Linked DNA regions of Sus scrofa: region 1 is linked to region 2. A link is a contact called in public Hi-C data. All regions are on one chromosome and are shown on one strand. Each heading gives the region's core, a stretch centred on a gene start, on an enhancer-like site or on the middle of the called end of the contact. The rest is flanking DNA. Distances are from core to core; before and after follow the strand shown.

Region 1 (4,079 bases), core at 555-3,054, 45 kb after region 2:
GAAATAGGAGACATGGAGCATCTTCTCGGTTCCTTTTTTCTGAAACTGGGGTGTTTAACGAGAGGTCACGGCACTCAGGACTGGGCGGGGACCCCCTGATCCCGGACCTGGGGTGCGCGGGGGTGGGGAAGGGGAACGCCCCCAGAAGACCAAGGCTCCGCCAAAGCCTCAACCTCTCCGCCCTTCAACCACTCGGGAACCAACGCTGGACGAGAGGAGGGCCGTGACAATCTTTTATTGGCTATTTAGCAAATCGCTTGAACACTTAAGCCAATCATAAGGCGCCGTGAAACCCCGCCTCCCTAACACTGGAGAGAGGTGGCCCCAGCAGGCGATTCCTCCCCTCCGGCACTGCTTTCGCTAGCTACTGGATGCGCTCGCTGGGCCCCGCCCCATTCTCGCGTCAATCTGCGTGGGGAGCCTCGCCCCTCCCCGCTCTGCGTGTGACAGTGGACCCTATCTCAATGCGTGGCTCCGCCCCAGGATGGCGTCACGGCCGTATCTGCATGTGAGGCCCCGCCCTGCTCTTTGCAGGACGTCACCAAGGACTGCAGGGGCCTGAGCCGCTGCCGCCGCCTCCGCTGCCGCGCAGCCCCACATCAACGCACTGGGGGCCCCGTCGCCACCGCTAGGGTCACCACCACATCACTGCAGGGCAAGGTGAGCTCCCGAGTGTCCCTGTGCACTCCCGCTCGGAGTACCTACATAACCTTCATTTGACTGATGGGCTGGCTGGGGTGAGAGACGAGGTTGGCAGGTGTTAAATGAGGGGAAGGATGCGGCGGTCGCGAGCCTGGGGAGGGGTAGGTTCCCCTTACCTGCTGGATCCTCCTCCCCACCCCCACCTCTCCACCCCGGTTCTGCGGCGGAGGGGGAGGGGAGACGAGACGGGTGCCTTGCGGGAAGCTGTGCGCGCGGGAGGCTCCATGCGTGCGCGTGCGCGTGGTGTGCACACGCGTGTGCGCGCCCGCCTGTACCGGCCGATTTGTGTGTACCCTTGCTTGGGTCCCAGGGTATGCTCTTGTGACCCCCCCGGGTTTCCCTACTCAAGTTTGTGCATGTTGCACGCGTGTGGAGGGGGACGCGTGGACTATGCGTGTGCGTGCACAGCAAAGTGCATACATGTACAGAGATGCGTGCCCATGTGGGTGACGTGTACTCGGCTGCATAGGTGGAGGACACAGTGCGCACGGGTGGATTTGCTCATTGGTATATGCATGTCGGTGTGCAGACAGGTGTCTGCCTCTGTCCTGTGCGCCGAGTGTGTTCGATGCTCAGATATGCACGAATGTGCCCTGGTGTGTGCCCTGCTGTGTGCACGTGAGCGTGAGCACGCCCTGCTCCTATCACGTGGGGTAGCTGCTTCAGCCCGAGCTCTCCCAGCCTGGGAATCTGGGAGGACTGCAGATACGCGTCCCCGCGGGTACCGTACACGCGTGTGCACGTGCGCTAGCGCCGCTCAGTTCTGAGGAACGTGAATGATTGATAGGGGGCGGGGCCGGCCGCAGTCACTCCCCTAGGCACAGCTGTAGGGCTTAGGTTGCTGTCGGACCAGGGGCTCCGGCCTGCAGCGATGTCTCCATCCCTTTCGGTCTGAAAGTCCTCCCCTGAAACCTTGGGCCTTTCAAGGTCAAGGCCCGCCCTCTGCTGTGGGCCCCACCATTAGTACTGGGGCTCCTGACGGGATAAAGGTAATCTCTGTCTCACTCTGGGAGCTCTGGAGTTCTTCCATCCTGAGTCTGGGCTTGGGCGTTTGGAGTTGGAGGGCGACCCTCTCACGCTCGCCTATGCCCCGTACCCCCAGATGGCATCTGCCACAGACTCGCGCTATGGGCAGAAGGAGTCCTCGGACCAGAACTTTGACTACATGTTTAAGATCCTCATCATTGGAAACAGCAGTGTGGGCAAGACATCCTTCCTCTTCCGCTATGCAGACGACTCCTTCACGCCTGCCTTTGTCAGCACTGTAGGAATCGACTTCAAGGTCAAGACCATCTACCGGAATGATAAGAGGATCAAGCTGCAGATCTGGGTGGGTCCAGCTGGGGGAATTCTGTCTCCATCACTCCCTCTCTGTCCCAAAGAGCAGCCCAGCTTTCCCTATTGCTTTCCTGTCTAGATTCATTCATTACACACTGAGCATTTTTTCAGGCCCTTACTGTGTACCACAGGATAGAGGCACAGAAGAGGGTATCTCGGTTCTTTCAGTGTGTCATCGGTGCTCTCCAAGGGTGGGGAAGTAGCAAATGCCAGGTAGGTCCTCTCCTACCTCTGACATCATTGGACACATCATTTGCTTGGTGCCTCAGCTTCTCTCCCCATCTTCAGCTTCCTCCATGTGGCTCTGTATGAGGTTTCAGAGAAATCTTGACCCCCCCCCCCACCTCATTCTCCGAGACAGGAACAGGCTCCTCTAGCCACCTCCCTCAGTGCCTCTGAGACATGAGGGAGCCTGCTAAATCCAAAGTCAGAACCATCCCTTCTCTGTTCACAGTTCTGCCAAGGCTCCCACCTCATCTGGGTTAAACCTGTGCCTTCTCCCCCTGGCTAAGATCCTGTGTGGTCTATCCTTGTTGATACCCAATCTCATTTGTATCCCTCCATCTCTACCTCAGCCTCTTCACTGTCTCACTGTTCCTCAAATATACCAGACATAGTCCACATCTGGGCCTTTCCCTGGGCTGTGCCTTCTGCCTGGATTACCTTTCTTCTTATCTCTGCAGGGCTCCCTCCCTCATCCTTCAAGTTTTTTGTTTTTTGTTTTTTTTTTTTTGTCTTTTTAGGGCCACACCCTCAGCATATGGAGGGTCCCAGGCTAGGGGTCTAATCAGAGCTGCAGCTGCCTGCCTACACCACAGCCACAGCAATGCCAGATCCAAGCCATATCTGCAACCTACACCACAGCTCATGGCAACACATCCCCAACTCACTGAGCTTGGCCAGGGATCAAACCCACATCCTCTTGGATACTAGGTGGATTTGTTTTCGCTGCACCATGACAGGAACTCCTGATTTTGGTCTATTTTGGTTTTTTGTTTTGTTTTTGTCTCTCTCTCTCTTTTTCCTCTTTTGTTCTACCCAGTTATGTGGTGGGTTTCTTGCCCTTTTTGGAGGTTTAAGATCTTCTGTCAGCATTCAGTAGATGTCTTGTACGAATCTTTCTACATGTAGATGGGTTTTTGTTTTTGTTTTGTTTTTTTTGATGTGTTCATTGGAGAAGATGAGTACCTTGTCTTACTCCTCTGCCATCTCAATCCCGATGCTATTGGTTTTTGTTTTTTGCCCACACCCAGGGGCATGTGGAAGTTCCCAGGCCAGGGGTTGAACCCATGCCACAGTGGCAGCCCAAACCACTGCAGTGACAACGCTAGATCCTTAACCATTTGTGCCACAAGAGAACTCTCTGGTGCTTTTTTTTTTGGTCTTTTTGTCTTTTTGCCATTTCTAGGGCCGCTCCTGCGGCATATGGAGGTTCCCAGGCTAGGGGTCCAATCGGAGCTGTAGCTGCCGGCCTACACCAGAGCCACAGCAACGCGGGATCCGAGCCGCGTCTGCAACCTACACCACAGCTCACGGCAATGCCAGATCCTTAACCCACTAAGCAAGGCCAGGGATCGAACCTGCAACCTCATGGTTCCTAGTTGGATTCGTTAACCACTGAGCCACGACAGGAACTCTACTCCCTGGTCCATTTTGTTAACACCTAGGTCCCTAGTGCCTGGCACAGGTCAGTGCCCAGCACATATGTGCTGAATGAATGAAGGAACGATTCTGTAGCTACCTTGGGATGACTGGGTACCACATTCCCGGTGCAGGCAGCCTACTCACTCTCCCTGACCCACTGTGCTCCTAGGCAAGCCCCTACTCCTCTGGGCCTCAAGGGGGTGGATGATTTCAGAGTTCATTTCCACTCTTAGGAGCTTCTGTGTGTGTCCTCTCTGCCACTCATCTCTTCTTCCCCAGGACACAGCGGGGCAAGAGCGGTACCGGACCATCACGACAGCCTATTACCGGGGCGCCATGGGCTTCATCCTCATGTATGACATCACCAATGAAGAGTCCTTCAATGCAGTGCAGGA
Region 2 (4,134 bases), core at 660-3,159:
CTTAGTTCCAGGGCTCCTTTGGACAGTCACCAGCCATCCCTGACTCCCGCTGTACTCCAGGGCCCTGAGGACGCTGGCGTGTCTGGTGGCCAAGCGTGGAACTCCGCCATCCCCAGTGTCGCAGTCGGGCCCAGGAACAGCACCATAGTCCCTGGTGGCACATGGGAGCCAGCCAGGGGCACTGTGCCATGGGAGGCCACGGGCGGCAAGGCGGCGGTGGATCCCAGCCAGCCAGGGGAGCTGGTGGCGTCGGTGCAGGCTGTGGAGAAGATAATCATCCATGCCGCGGTCATTATCCAGGCGTGTACGCGCGGCTACCTGGTGCGCCGTACCATCAAGGTGTGGCACCAGTGGGCCATCATCATCCAGGCTGCCTGGCGAGGTTACTGCGTGCGGCGGGACTTGGCCCAGCTCTGTAGAGCCGCCACAATCATCCAGGCTGCGTGGAGAGGCTTCTGCGTCCGCCGGAGCCACACCCAGCAGATGCTGCTCCCAGCTGTGTGGGCTGCAGTGGGCGGGGGTGGGGGTGGGGCCAGGTCAATATCTGACCACCGCTGCTACCAGTCCTGCCAGCCACACGCTTGTAGCCTCTGCCAGTCCCTGAGCTCTGGGCTGGGGAGCCCACCCAGCGTGGTGATGCTTGTGGGTTCCAGCCCCCGTACATGCCACATGTGTGGCCACACCCTGCCCACGCGGGTGGTGCAAGGTACCGGCCGGGGTGCTGTAGTCCAGGCCAGCATGCCACGGGGCTGCAGCATCCAGCCAACCTCCCGGAGCCCCCCGCAACCCCATAGCCAGAACAAGGCAGCCACCACCATCCAGTCCTCCTGGAGGGGCTTCAGGGTACGCCGCCAGCTGAAGCAGCAGCAGGTAGCAGCTAAGATGCTTCAAGCGAGCTGGCGTGGTCGCTGCACCCGGGCCTCCCTCACCACGGATGCGCTCTTGGGCCCAGCAGCATGGGACAACTCACGGCACACGCAGTGGCCAGGCGTCTAGGACATTGGCTTACCGGTGGGGGGACACCAGGGCAGGAGCCATGTGGCTCTCTGGGTCTAATGAATAAAGCCCTCCACAGCCTGAGTCTTGGTCTACCTGTGCTTATGGGGCATCTTGGGCATGGTGTGTTGGGGGAATTAGGGGGGCATCTGGAACATCCTGGACAGGAGGGCCCCAAAACTTCCAACCATGGAGTTGGCACTTGGGGTCTGTGGCTGGGGAGCCCACCCCTAAGCCTTTCCTGGAGGTCAGGGCTGCCACTGTGGCCTCAGTGTGCCACGATATCCATCCATGATTACAGGAACAGTGTCAGATGGAGGCCATCCCCAGTGCCTTCCAGAAGCCAGTCTCTGGGGACCTGACCTAGAAGGGCCGTCATGAGTCCCTTGGCCCTTGAAAGTCCTATGGGTGCATGCATGTGTGCCTCATTCAGGAAATACCAGAGAGAGTTCTAGCCACATCTTGATCCAGGGCATGGGGGGGTGGGGGGAGGCTGGGTCTACCTCAAGGGACCCTAGTCTGGGTGAGGGAGAGCCAGACACAGACATCCTTAGTTGGTGGGATCAGGGACAGGGCAGAGAGGGAAGGCAAGGGCTGGGGACACCCAGAAGGGGCAGCCTGCCCAAGAGGAGGTGCAGCGGGCGGTGACAGCATGAGTTTGGAGCAGCCACAGAGGGGGACCAGAGCGGCGGGGGCACCAGGGGGAACTGGAAGGGGTAGAGGTGTCCTGAGGGACTAGGCAGAGTGTAACTGCTTCAGAGTCATGAACCAGGAGAGTTCGTTAGGAGAGGTGGGTAGGCCAGATGGAGAAAGGGGGTCAGGAGTGTCACCTCTGGTGAGCAGTAGCGCCCCCTGGAGGCCCTATGTCCCGAGGGTCCGCCTCTGACGCTCCCCTGAGCAGCCCCGCGTGCTGCCAGCAGGGGACGCGCAGGGGTAAGAAGCCGGCACCTGCCACACACCTGTGCAGAGCCCGCCCTCCGCTTCCCGTCGCAAGAATGGCGGGCTCCCAGCTGCCGCCGCTGCCTCTTCTGCTGTTGGTTCTCTTGCTGCCGCTGATACCTTCTGGTGAGAATTTTCTACTGACATTTCAGGTAAAAACAGGTAAAAAGGAGATCCGGCTTCCACGAAGCCGGAGAGGGCGTATGGCCTAGCCACACATCTGGCGGCTAGACTTCTCCCGCAGGCTGGTCTGCAGGTGCCCCCTATCTCCCAAAGGGCTGTTCTTTCTACCAGAAGTAAGGTGGGGAGGTCACGAGAACAGTGGGAACACTACAGCGTCTCCACCCCCTACCCCAGCCCAGAGAGCTCCCAGTTTTGCCAAGCCAGCGTGACCCGAACCAGGGAGAGGCTAGTTGAGTGCCTCACACCCAGTCTGAGGTTCTATTTCAAACCTCAGTTTCTCCTAGCCAGTCCTCAAAGAGTAGGGACGCCAGGACCATGAGGAGGCGGGGTGGGCAGGAGGAGGGCTCACTTTTTGGTCACTGAGCATCTATGGCCCCTGGGAGTTCTTGGCGCCTGACAGTTACTTTCTGCTTCACTTTGAGACAGTTCCCAGGGCAGAGAAGAAATTATTGCAGCCCTTCCCATCCCACCAAGTCATCATTCCCTCTGACCCACGTCCCCACCCCAAACCTGGAATGTCAGAGTGGCGGCCACCAAGCCTGAGACTCTTACAGCGAAGACTTCACTCAGAAGGCAGTACATTTGTCCCCATTTCATAGCTCAGGAAACTGAGGCTCAGCCTGTGGTGGACCCAGATTAGAACTAGTTGACTTGGCTCATGCCAGCCTCCTGGTCCAGGAGTCTCTGGGCAAGGCAAACTCCTGGCACAGTGTGCAGAAACAGCCCCACTTTACCTTCTGGTCAACTCTGCTCTGTGCCAGGTACTCAGTGGAGCTTGTGCCCCCACCACCACCTCCTCTTTCCAGGTCCATTAGTTTTCCTCCGTTCAATTGAAAAATTTAACTCCTCAGACGTCTGGTTTGGCTTAGGGTCCACTGTGGCCCGAGTCATCTTCATTTCAGCAGAAACCTCTCGTCCTCTGGATTCATCTTCAAATGATGGTGGGAGGCAGTTTGGGGAGGCTGGACTCTTAAGTCCTTGGTTTCTTTGAGGTCCTTAAGGGGCCCTCTTCCCTCTCTCTCTGTCACCTCAGGCCAGATGTTAAACTATTCTAAGCCTCAGTTCCCCACCTGTAAAATGGGGATGAAATAAGGCTAGTGCACCATGCTACTTCTAGACTCATCTGTCATCCCCACAGGGCCTGGGAAATTGGACCGAGAAATGGAGGTCTGTTTATGAACCAAGCTCCCTCCTGGGCCCAGTACTGGATGTTATTTCCGCATTTCTACTGCTTGGGGTGAGGCAGGGTAGAAGCACAAAGATCAGTACAGGGCAGAGTGGGTAGGGGTGGGGCAGGGAGTAGTTGATGAATGAACTTGCAAGCAGTGAAGCTGCCCAGCAGCCTGGAACTGGAAAGGAAGTAATTGTGGGCAGTGAGTCATGAACTCTTTACCCACCCTCAGCCTGGCCCCGGGGCTCAACGTTTAGGATGGGGTAGGAGCTAGGGAGTAGCTGGAGCAAGGCAGTGGGGGCTTCAGAGCCTTGATTCACTCACTGTTCCTTTTGCGTCCCCTTAAAACTCTGAGTTTAGCCATGGGACCTTCCAGGTACCTGGGGAAGAAGGTTAGGGCTGATCCTCCTTGGGTGCTCAGAGGTGGCTCTGTGCCTGCTTGCAGCATTGTGTCGCTATGTGCCAGACACCTGTGTGACTTCTCAGAGTCTCTGACTTCCTGTGATGTCCATTTTACAGACAGAGAAACGGAGTCCCAGAAAGTTTAAAAGAGTTGCCCAGCGTGCTGCCTGCGGGTGTAGCCATTCCCTATATCCAGAGGGCATCTATCTTCAGAGCCCTGAATAGGGGGCAGGGAAGGTCCAAGCCGGATTGGATGTCAGATAAGAGACTTCAGACAAGGGCACTTTGGTTTCCCACTGAGCACTCATATGGTGCACTAAGTCCTCCAGATCACCCTAGGCAGTGGGTGTGTACTGTCTGGTGTAATAGGGAAAGAGGCATCCAGAGGGAGGTGGGGAGTTCCTGTTGTGGCTCAGCGGGTTAAGAACCTGACTAGTATCCAT

The links. A called contact is a pair of places that touch in the nucleus more often than the background predicts.
Region 1: a contact with region 2 is called in a Hi-C map of skeletal muscle, with 2.5 times the contacts expected there. The contact joins the promoter of RAB3A here to the promoter of LOC100736865 in region 2. A contact is called at or near these places in 18 of 47 Hi-C or Micro-C datasets (alveolar macrophages, blood, embryonic fibroblasts and 10 more) and 1 of 2 datasets of contacts at active chromatin or transcription factors (skeletal muscle).

Annotation. Positions count from the first base shown.
Region 1 is chr2:59,602,585-59,606,663 of Sscrofa11.1, forward strand. RAB3A (RAB3A, member RAS oncogene family) reads left to right here and starts at 1,805. Exons shown (of 4, transcript NM_001123179.1): 1 at 1,805-2,032; 2 at 3,964-4,079. The coding sequence starts at 1,805.
Region 2 is chr2:59,556,998-59,561,131 of Sscrofa11.1, forward strand. It overlaps LOC100736865 (PLASMODESMATA CALLOSE-BINDING PROTEIN 4-like), which reads left to right and starts at 1,910. Exons shown (of 3, transcript XM_005654894.3): 1 at 1,910-2,061. The coding sequence starts at 1,992. KIAA1683 reads left to right here. Exons shown (of 2, transcript XM_021083531.1): 2 at 61-1,080. The coding sequence ends at 996.